Regions from separate parts of the Mus musculus genome. Here regions 2 and 3 are each linked to region 1. Evidence: chromatin contacts called from public promoter capture Hi-C data. All regions are on one chromosome and are shown on one strand. Each heading gives the region's core, a stretch centred on a gene start, on an enhancer-like site or on the middle of the called end of the contact. The rest is flanking DNA. Distances are from core to core; before and after follow the strand shown.

Region 1 (3,730 bases), core at 847-3,346:
CAGAACATGGTCCTGAAAGGCAGAATAGAACTTAGGTATTGGCTGTGAAGACAGATCTCGATTGTACAGGGGTAATTGTGTTGTGGTACACAGTGAGAGCAATCAAAACCCTGGTTTGGAAACAGAGGACCAATTCTAAAAACTTTGACTCATCTCTTGCCAAAAACTTCTGGATAACAGAAATTTGCTGCAACCCAATAAAGGCAGGATCACCAAAAGATCACAGATGCTACTCAGGAGAAAGGTTTTGGTCATTCCATCAGGAAGAACCTGGGCTAGCAGAGTGTACAGAAGATAAAATAAATCTGGAATGTATGACAGAACATGTCAGTTCTGCTTATTAACATAGTCCTCATGTTCAGATACACAGAGTATTTGTATGTAACAACAGTTACATTTTATGTCATCTGGTGCTTTTCCCACTCCCCAGACTGCTGTGCTAGTTTATATAGAAACGAAGCAATAATGTATTAAAAGAGAGATTATGCCCAAATTGTCAAATCCTCACAATTTTCAAGACACAAATATTTCTAATCTTTTCTAAATACTTCTTGGTGATGCCACACCCCACCAGGAACAAAAGAAAAGGAAATCAATACGCCAAAGGAACATCTGTCCTCCTGAGTTTATTGGCACTATACCTAGAACAGCCAGGAAAATGAATCAACATTATCTAGCAACTGACAGATGCATAAAGAAAGATTACTCCGTAGAATCTCCTCCAGCCTTAAGGATGAAGTTTTCTCATTCGAGGCAATAATGGATGGAATTGGAGGGCACTAATTTAAGTAACTTGCTAGGCACACAAAGCCAAATTAACATGGCAGCAATAGAAATGAAAAGAAAAACAAGACAAAAACAGACAAAAAAAACAGAAGCTAGATCACATGTTTCATCACCTGTCCCCAAAGATAAAACAAGTTGGTAAGAAGGTGACTTATCAGACACCCTGTCCAGAGGGAGAGATGGTTTCCTGCAGAACGAGGTGGAGGAGGTGGTTCTGCTCAGCGGTTAGCAGTGGCCACATCTCCACCTGCAGCTTCTTGATGCCTTCAGTGTCCTTTTCTTGGGCAGCCATGACCAGAGACTGCAATAACAGAAACAGCTCCTCAGGAAGCTGGCCGCTGGTATCCTGGCCATGGCCATCGAAAGCCTCCCAGGAGTACTTCTCCAGGGTCTGGGCATGCTCGGGCAGCAGCTTGGCAGGTGGTGGTTGCAGGAGCAGCAGCAGCAGTACACGGGACACCTCACACCTGACTAGGACGTCAGCAAAGGCACCGAGTGTGCCAGGTGAAGGCGCAACAGAGCCTGGGGCGTGGTCCGGGGGCTGCGGGAGGGGCAAGGTCGAGCCCAAGACAGGTCTCGGCTGGGGTCCCGACAGGGGTGGCTGGGGCCCAGAAGGCGGCTGCGGCAGCAGCTCGAGTTGCTGTACCGGGTGGCCCCCATGCTCCCGTGCCAGGCGTTGCATGCGTGTAAATAGCGCCAGGGCGCCTGTGTAGTCGCGCGCCAACAGCTGGCAGGAGGCAGCATCACCAAGCGCTTGCAGTGCGGCCAGTGGCATCAGGGGCAGGTGCAGCTGGGCAGCCCGCTGAAAGTGACCGGCAGCAGCGGCCGGCTGGCCCACTGCGCGAAGGGCAGCAGCTAGTTCCAGGCACAGTGCAGCAGCGGCGGCAGGCTGGCCGAGCTCGAGGTGCAAGCGCACAGCGGCGCCGAGGGCGCTGGCGGCCGCCTGCAGAGGCTCCCCGTAGGCGGCGGGACAGCCCAAGCGTTGGCGCGCGTCGCACTCCTGCCGCAGGAAAAGTCGGGCCGCCTCTGTGAGGGCCAGCGCTTCCCCGGGCCCATGGAAGAGCGCCTGCTGGCAGCGCGCCACAGCCAGCTGGCACCAGGCAGCATAAGGCAGGCACTCCTGGGCGCGCAGCTCCCGGGCTAGCTGGGCGAACTGCTCCCCGGCCTCGGCCACGTTCGGCTTCCTCAAGAAGCGCTTCTTGAGCTTGTTGGACACCTGCCGATAGCGTGCCAAGAAGTCCCCAGCCTCTGAGCCTGGCCAGGCACCGCCGCCCAAGGAGGACGCAGAGCCCGCAGCCATGTTGACCGGCTAGCCGCGCCGCCTTACTTCCGGTTGAGGGAGGGCTGAGGGGGAACAGCTATGACTAACGCTACGCTGCGCCTAGCCCACAATGGGATCACAATTCATCACCTCCGCTTCCGCCTCAGGCGCCCCAGCGCTCTGCTGTAGCCACAGTGATGTGCAAAGTGCTGTTGAAGGAGGGATATGGAGGACTATAAAAGCCAATCAAGGAAGAAGGGCTGGGTGCCTACCCAAACAGTCCCCGTATGGAATTAAATTCTGCGGGGGTGGGGCTTGAGTGACGCAAATGGAGGGGGCGGGTCCAGTGCCAGTCAAATATGCAAAGGATTTCTCTGCTGCCAGGATTAGCATCGTACCCCTCACTTCCTCAACAAACATGAGACCTGACTGAGCAAGCTAGTACAGGTCCTGCCATGGTGGGAGCCTTTGCTAGTTTACAGCTTATTTACAATCATATACACATTGATATACATATCACCTGCAATCATATACACATTGATTTTGAAAGAGTTTTCATGAAGGATTTTTAGCAGGACATGCACTACCAAAGGCACTTTAAATTAGCTATTGTACATGCATGTGTTTCAATTTATACCAAGTATTTAAAAACAAAGAAGGGATTCCTTTTACTTTATTTTGAACTATCTCAATTAGTCCAAATGATTACCTACCAGAACTTGAACAAAAGGGGGGAGTGTACATTATTAAATTTATATATAAAGGATTATATACTTGCACCTAGTAGAGAATTACGTGCCTGAAAATAATTTGTCAAGATGTACAACAGAAGCTAATTTTCATTTCGCAAATTCTCTTGTCTTCTCCTTAGTTTTTCATGGTGTGATACACTTGGATCCTATCCTCCAAATTCTAAAAAAGCAATCCATTGATCCAAAAGTCAAATGAACTCAGCAAATAAAGGATGTGTTAATTTTCTACTCTTATCGTGAACCAAAAAATAGAATTGTGCATAGCAGACCTATCATTTAAAAGCATCAATGGAGGCCTGAGAGAAAGCTTACTGCTTAAGAGCATTTGTTGCTCTTGCAGAGGACCTGAGTTCATTTCCCAGTAAAACACACAGACACATAAAGAAATAATTTTTAAAAACCATCAATGTCTTGATCAATCTCTCTCTGTCTCTCTCTCCCTCCATCCCTCCTGCCCTCCTGCCCTCCCTCCCTCTGAAAAAAGCCAGTATACCAATTTCTCTCTTAAATGACAACCTATCCCATAGAACAGTGATATATCACATATGTACTTTAGGTTTCAAATGAGTGCATTTATGTATATTGCAAGCAAATGTAAAACAATAAACAACATAATACAGCACATAAATAGAAGAGGCAGGCAGCAAAGTATTATCAAACCAGGCACTTACAACCTTTAGCCAAAAAGACTTAAGATAGCTTAATTAGTTAAGAGAACAAAGGGAACATCATTAAATTGGGCACTTAAAACATCCAGTGTAATGACTGGAAAGACCTACTGAGATGGGCTGGAGTTCCAGTCCTGGGCAGAACAACTTCTTCACAGACCACTTTCCAGTTTCTCATTTCCATCAAGCAGTTTTATAGCATGGGGTCAACTATTGTAATAATAATAACCTTTGTCGGAAATGATCCCTCTTCTAGCTGTCTT
Region 2 (3,730 bases), core at 431-2,930, 1.1 Mb before region 1:
ATCAATCATCTCCCACTCCTGTACTGGAAAGAAGCCAAGAGGCCTTGTCTCAACTGGGCCACACCCAAGGGGGCATCAGAGTCAGCTGCTAGAAAAGATGGAATGGAAGGTTCTCCCAGAACTGGGACCCTAACATTACACACTAGGAAATGCAGGGAGAGAACAAACACAAGTTGGGGTCAGGGGTGCTTCTCTGTTAGTGGCACTGCTAGCAGGAGTCCTAGAGCAAAGCTCTGGAGAATTAAGGCCTGAGACTGGTTTCAGTGCCACTACATCTCCAACTCATGGCCTCAGGTGCTTTCTCCCTTTGAGGGCCTTGGCTGCTTATCCAGGAGTCTGCTGTCTGGCCTTTCCACTGCAACACAAAGCCAAGACTCTCGCTGAGACAGACATCAGTCAAGCTTTGCTCAGACACAGGCAGACAAATGCTCTGCCAGGCCTGTGTGGCTCTCCCTGAAGAGCCAAAGGTTAGTCAGAGAGGGATATTGGCAGAAGGGTATAACCCACTTTTGAGAGTCCCAGAAGTATTATATGTAGAAACCAGCATCCTCAAATACAGTTGAAGCCTTAAGGCTATGGAGTACTACCCCTTCCCCTAAACAAATAGGGCCAATGCTGGCATTCACCCCCCGGGCCACACCCAGCCAGCCCCAGGCTGCAAAGACAGCAGAGCAGTGTCTCTGTAACTAATGGGGCAGAGCTCAGTGCTACCCTCTCAGTGCCCAATTCCCAAGAGACACAGGAGGGACTCAGAATGGGGTGGGGGGTGGGGGCCACAGCAAAGAGAAAGAAAAGCCAGCATTTGCTAGAACATGGAGCAATTCCAGCTTGAAAGTGCCAAGTTTCAGCTCAGAGTGATCAGCGCTCTGGGGCTCTTTTGTCGGGTCTGCATCCCAGACCCCTCATGCAACAACCAGAGAAGAAAGGAAAGCAAAAGAGAAAAGCGACTGCACCCTACCTTCACCTCTTCTACACTCTACAGAAAAGCCAAATTTTAGGAACTGGCCGGGACAGGTTGGAAAGGAGACCTGGAAAGTGGTAATTGGCAGCCCAAGACCCCACCCCAGCCCCCACCTCTAAGTGGCAACCTCAAGCATCACAGTCGCACCCAGCCCCTCTGCTACAGTCCTGCCAGCAAAGAGCGCGATGATGAGGAAAGCTCCATATAAATATGCAGGTCCACAGCCCGCTCTTCCACAATGCTCCCCTCTATGCCATGAACCCAACCAGTCCTGCCCCCAATGGGGGCACCCTGAGCAGACCCGCAGATACCTTAGTCAATACAGAGGCTACAGCAATGCTCAGAGATGCTGCTCCTCCTCTACAAAAGGGTTCTATCAACCAATAGGACTATGATCGAGTTGGCTGTCTCTTCCCGCTCAGGGTACGGAGTGCTTGGCAAGCCTGGTCTGGAGAGGTAGGGAGGGACAGGGCCTGACCCCAGAAACCATCTGGACCCCCAGGCTGTCTGAAACCTCTGCCATCCAGCAGACTATTGGCGCACAGGCTTTAAGGATGGCGACCACCTACCTGTCCCTCCACCGCGACTGACTCGGGGTGGCCACCCGTGGCCACGTGGACGTGCCCCCCCGCCCCGTGCCCAACAGCCGCCCCCCTCGCTTGGCCCCGCAGCCTCGCCTCGCACGCTGCAAAATCTGCAACCGCCGCCGCCCACACACTGGGCTGGCCTGCGGCCGCCTGGGCCTTTTAAACCCGGACCGTACCACCACACCGGGAGGGGGCTCCCAGAGAGGGCGGGCCGGGGCCCTAAGAAGCAGAGCGCATGGCGGTTGGGGGAGGCCGCTAGGCCCTGGGGCCCAGGACTCTAGTGCAAGAAGCAAGCCTCTCATGGGTCTCTGGGGATCCCTTCCTGAGAACAGCCCCCTTTGCTCAATGGCTGAGTCCTAGGCGCGGGCCTCTCCACACCCCCAGCTCCCCGCCTGCTGCCTTCAGCAACCCTGGAATCTGTGCGCGGCCGCGCCACACCCCCTTGGGCCTGGAGTGCGCGCCTCCAGGAGCCCGTGGCCACCTGCTACTGTTGCAAGATATTGCTTTGGCCGGTCCAACAAAACCGCACAAACAAAGATTGCCCCCTAACTCAGGGCTCTTTCTCCAATGATCCATAAACTGGTGGGCTAATACCCGCCACGAAGCTTGGAGTACTGCAACTTATAGCCATTTTCACCTAGTTCTTTCCTCAGCAAGTCACCATGACTCTGAATCTGCTGAATCTGGGATTTAATTCCATTGCTTTCTCTTTTTTTTCTTGAATTTATTTTCCCTTTAGTACAGAGTGGTCTCGAACTGACTACCCTTCTGCTTCATCCTCCCAATACTGGGATCATTATGGGTCTATGCCATCACAGCTGCATTTTTTCCATGTTGTGTTGAGATAGTGCCTCCTACTGTACCCCAGGCTGGCCTTGAACTTACAGTGATCCTCCAGCTTCACCTTCCCATGTTCTGGAATACAAGTATTTTCCACTGCTACAGTTATTCTTTGTGTGTGCATGCGCACGCACCCAAGAAGACCATCTGAGAGCATTAGACACCATAGAGCTGCAGTACAGTAGCAGGTGCTCTTAACCATTGAGCCATCTTTCTAGCCTCTTTTTTTTTCCGTTGTAAACCGCTTTATTGAGATATAATTCAGTTTTCATATAAGTCCTGTATTTAATGTATACAGACAATTCAGTGGCGTTTTAATATAATCCTAAAGATGTGCAACCATTTCTGCCATCTAATTCTTGAACATTTTCATCACTTCTAAAAGAAACTCTGTAGGAGTTAGCTATCAGTCTCAATTCCCCTCATATATATATATACCCAAGCTCTGGGAAACGCTCTGTCCTTACTGACTGTGGGGTTGCCTCTTAAGGATATCTCAAATAAATGGAACTATACAATATAAATATATTTTTATGTCGACTCATTCTTTTAATATTTTCAGGTTTTGTCAGAGTTGTACCATGGATCAAGACTTCCTTTTGGGGCCAAATAATATCCTGTTGCATGGGTAAGCCACATTTTATTTATTCTTTCATCAACTGACACATTTTTTTGTTTTCCTCTTTGGGCTGTTTGCTTACTTCTTTGTATGTGCTTGGGCCAGGGAGTGGCACTATTAGGAGGTGTAGCCTGGTTGGAATAGGTGTGTCACTGTGGGTGTGGGCTTTAATACCTAGCTGCCTGGAAGTCAGTTTCTGCTAGCTGCCTTTGGAACCAGATGTGGAACTCTCAGCTCCTTCAGCCCCATGCCTGCCTGAATGCTGCTGTGCTTCCTGTCTGGATGACAATAGACTAAACCTCTGAACCTGTGAGCCAACCCCAATTAAATGTTGTCCTTATAAGAGTAGCCTTGATCATGGTGTCTGTTCATAGCAGTAAAACCCTAAGACATTACTAGAAACACTTCTATGTATTGTTTGTTTAGAAATGATCATATAACTTTTTCTACCTTTACCACCATTCCAAAAATTGGGATTGCACTTCTTTTGTATTCATATGTGTCAGTACATGAGTGTGGAAAGCATCTGTACTTTGCACATGTATGGAGGCCAGAGCAGAACATTTGTTGTCTTCTTCTTTCCCTCTGTGACTTATTGTCACTTGTTGCTGCTCCCCCAAAGTTGTGTTTGTGGATGCATGTATACCTATGCTTGACTTTCTACATGTGTGCTGAGAATTCAAACTCATTTTCACATGCTTACAGAGCAAAGGTTCTTACCTG
Region 3 (3,730 bases), core at 807-3,306, 1.0 Mb before region 1:
TTCTCTGTACATTAATGAACTCATGTGATCCAGCCAAATGGCATTGAATGAAAAATCATGTATTAATGCAATTCCGTACATGGGGCTTTGCTCTCCAGTAGATCAGGGGGACCAAAAATATTACCCTAATTGTGTCTTGAATAACATGGCTGGAAGTTTCCATTTGGGTTATCCCTGCACAGTTCTGCCATCATGTCCCCCAACTCAACCTTTGGCTCACTTGGTGCAGATATTTATGCAGGTGACTGGAGGTAGAATGGGGGGGAGGGATTCTGTACTGAAAATGTTATTTGACTGGCGATATCATAGACAATCTCAAGATGACTATGCTGAAAGGTTCTGCCCATTGTGATCAAAGCCCTATCATAGCCCTACCACAGGCAATGAAGACACTCCAGGCTGTGGGAGAGTCAACCATATTTGGGCATGACATGTTGGTCAACCCAAGGCCTCTTTCAGCCACTGGTCTTTATCTATCTATCTATCTATCTATCTATCTATCTATCTAATTAATTTTATGTGCATAATTTTGCCTGCATTCATGTCTGTGTGAAGGTGTCATATTCCCTGGAGCTAGAGTTACAGACAGTTGTAAGCTTTCATATGGGTGCTGGGAATTGAATCTGGGTCCTCTGAAAGAGCAGCCACTGCTCTTAACCACAGAGCCATCTCTCCAGCCCCGGCGGCCACTGGTCTTAGAATTGAGAAGTAGGGACAGAAGCCTGTCTTTCTGGAAAAACAATTTAACATTCTGGAGAGGCTTGAAGTACAGAGTAAGTAGATGGAAAAGTCTACCACGGGAAAGACATAGGTAAGATGAATCCCCTTAACTAAAGAGGATGGTTGGGAGTATCCCCTACAGTTTTCTTTTTCTGTATCTTCGCTCCTTTCTGTCCCAGCACAGCATCCTCATCACTATCTCCAGAGAATATCTATCATTAAATTAACTTTTAGTGAGTAGCTTCACACTACTTAGGGAACACACTCAGGCTCCTTAGCAAGCCTTGATGTCTGGTGACTCTCCTTTCTTCAGTAATCTGGGACCCTCTCCCTGAGCCCCTCCACATCTCTAGGGTCACAGCAAGGCTTGGGACTGTTCAGCCAGAGAAGACCTCTCCCCCCAGAATTCCTCAGGGCCCAAGGTAGAACAGTGAGTATGGCAGGTACAAGGTGTACAGATCTACATGCATCACAGGGCAGGCAGGCAGGCAGGCAGGCAGGCGCCCTCTGATTGTGTGCATTGGCATACCCTGGACCTTTGGAAAGCTGCTTGATCCTGTAGTGCTGGTGGCCACTTGGCCCAGTGCTGGCCCCATTTCCTCGCGGATGGAACTAGGCAGTAGAGAAGACGACGGTGGGAATGGGCCTGTGCAGGTGTGCAGGCCAGGGTCATGGAGACTGGGAAGACCAAAGGAGATGGGTAGGGAGTGCCAGGGCTCTGTGGGTGTCTATGTTAGGTGATGAGAGCCCTGTCTGACAGCATACAAAGAGCTCTCAGCAGCGTTAGGCGCTCTGGAAGGGTTCGCTCACAGGATTGCTTTACTCTGCTGTGGATCACACTGTGGCTGAGAACCCTAAGCTCGGGAAGAATAGAGAATGTAGAAGAGGGTACAGGGTCAGGGCGGAGCCCAAGTGATACCGGGACATTATTCGCTCCGCCTTCTGCAGGGACCTTGGGGAAAGAAAGTCCCTTGTAAGGGTGTGCCTGCTGGAGCTGAGCAATTCTGTGACAGAATTGCTCAAGCGTTCCTAGATCTGGGGTCCGTTTCCTGTAGTACTGTAGCGGATGTTGCCAGACCTTTTTGTGCTCTTTGGGGCTCAAAGACCCTTTCTGAAGCAGCGGGGCTGAGTTGCTTTTGGCGGAGTGCAGAGGCAGCTTCGGGGGATGGGGGCGGGGGGCGTTGTGGGGCATTCCAACGGGAGGGGCGAGGTGGGGCGGGCGCGGCCCAGAAGCCCCACCCAGAGGCTCCGCCCCCAAGGAAACTTTGCCTCTGGCTCCGCCTTTCGCATACATTTAAAGGGCTCGCTCTTTCCGCAGTGCAACCTCTGTTCTGTGCCTCGTCGTTCATGCTCGGAGGTGCCTACTGCTTTAATTAAAGGGCCGTCCCATCGGCGAAGCTGCAGCACCGCCCCTCCGTTCCTCGCGCCTCAAAATGAGTAGCTCTCACTCCCGCTGTGGCCAGAGTGCGGCGGTTGCGTCTCCGGGAGGCAGTATCGATTCACGGGACGCGGAGATGCCGGCTACCGAAAAAGACCTAGCAGAAGATGCACCGTGGAAGAAAATTCAGCAGAACACATTCACCCGCTGGTGCAATGAGCACCTTAAGTGCGTAAGCAAGCGCATCGCCAATCTGCAGACGGACCTGAGCGATGGGTTGCGGCTCATCGCGCTGCTCGAGGTACTCAGCCAGAAGAAAATGCACCGCAAGCACAACCAAAGACCCACTTTCCGCCAGATGCAGCTCGAAAATGTGTCGGTGGCGCTTGAATTCCTGGACCGTGAGAGCATCAAGCTCGTGTCCATAGGTGAGGGCACGGGCTACACTGGGGCGCTGAGTGGGTGCGGGCGTGGTCGCAACAAATTCTTCCTTTCTTCTCCTCTAGAGTCTCTCCTAGTTGTCTTCCCTAGCTGCTGCACACAACCAAGGCTACCACTAGGCCCCTTAGCCGCCTTGTTCTTTGAGGTCCTCGAGAACAAAAGGCTGGCCTGGCGAGCATGCGAACCGCTACGCGCCCCCGCCCGCAGCGCCTTGCTGGCCTGCTCCCAGGCTGAGCTCACATCCTCTGTAGGCCGCGCCCCCAACGCTGCACCCGAGGTGGGACAGGCACAGACTAGGCTTCTGCCTCTGAGAGCCGCACCCCATCCCTGGGATACCCATGCTTTCCACCTACAACAATTTTAAAAGTACCCTTCTAGCATTTGGCTGCCTCTGCAGTTCTAAAGTGAAGGTTGTAGCTTGTTCTCCTATTTATGTAGGACTCCCTCAACTTCTTGCCCTGGAACATGCTTCCCCATTGGAGATAGTTCAAATCCCCAGTTTCTTTCTTTCTTTCTTTCTTTTTTTGCTGAACTTGGAGGGGGGCAAAGAGATATACTGCTGGCAAAACTGTACTCCAGGTGTAATGAGTGTGGTTGACTAAAGGCACGAGCACTTGGTTGTTAGCTTTGCTGTCTATCATGGATCAAATTCTTGTTTCATTGTAAACCTTGGTTTTGTACATCTAGAATGCAGAGATTGGTTGAAAGGTGCTCCAATGTGCACAGGGTTTACTGCTAGTCCAGTTCCCAAGTCTTTGAACTGGAGAGGTTGGCATTGGTATTGTCTCTTGCAGGATCCCATGCTTTTCTCAAAGTAGGGGCTGCTCATGGACAGGCACCAGAATTGTTATCTTGGGAATGTGGAACAGGGAGAGTAGAAGAGTGGACCTTTACTCCATAATACAAAGGGTTTTCTATTATCCTTACAACTTTGGAATGGTACATGCTAGTTAAAACAGCGAGGGACCAAGGCCCTTCAGAGAGCAGATTTTAAGTGCTGAGTTTTTTTTTTTTTTTAAATGCTCATAGAGGTGTGCCAGTGGATGTATGAAAACTCACCCCTAGTCCCAGCCTCAGTCTAGCCAGCTGAGTCATTTCTAAGTCTTGGAAGGGGGCAACCGGATGTGGGGAGGCAGGCCACACCCCAGCTCTTTAGGGGGGGTCTCCTCCCTCCTTCTTTCTCCCCTCCTT

What was found. Promoter capture Hi-C pulls out the DNA fragments that hold promoters and counts their contacts.
Region 2: a promoter capture Hi-C map of liver shows a contact between it and region 1, with 3 times the contacts expected there. The contact joins the promoter of Plxna3 here to the promoter of F8a in region 1. A contact is called at or near these places in 2 of 39 promoter capture datasets (liver and pre-B cells).
Region 3: a contact with region 1 is called in a promoter capture Hi-C map of erythroid cells, with 26 times the contacts expected there. The contact joins the promoter of Flna here to the promoter of F8a in region 1. A contact is called at or near these places in 3 of 39 promoter capture datasets (erythroid cells, liver and pre-B cells).

What each region holds. Positions count from the first base shown.
Region 1 is chrX:73,226,672-73,230,401 of GRCm38.p6, reverse strand. It overlaps F8a (factor 8-associated gene A), which reads right to left and starts at 2,096. Exons shown (of 1, transcript NM_007978.3): 1 at 1-2,096. The coding sequence starts at 2,086. The coding sequence ends at 941.
Region 2 is chrX:74,327,016-74,330,745 of GRCm38.p6, reverse strand. Plxna3 (plexin A3) reads right to left here and starts at 1,680. Exons shown (of 33, transcript NM_008883.2): 1 at 1,531-1,680. It overlaps Gm39520 (a long non-coding RNA gene), which reads left to right and starts at 2,456. Exons shown (of 4, transcript XR_878127.3): 1 at 2,456-2,576; 2 at 2,951-3,016.
Region 3 is chrX:74,244,860-74,248,589 of GRCm38.p6, reverse strand. It overlaps Flna (filamin, alpha), which reads left to right and starts at 2,056. Exons shown (of 46, transcript NM_010227.3): 1 at 2,056-2,526. The coding sequence starts at 2,154.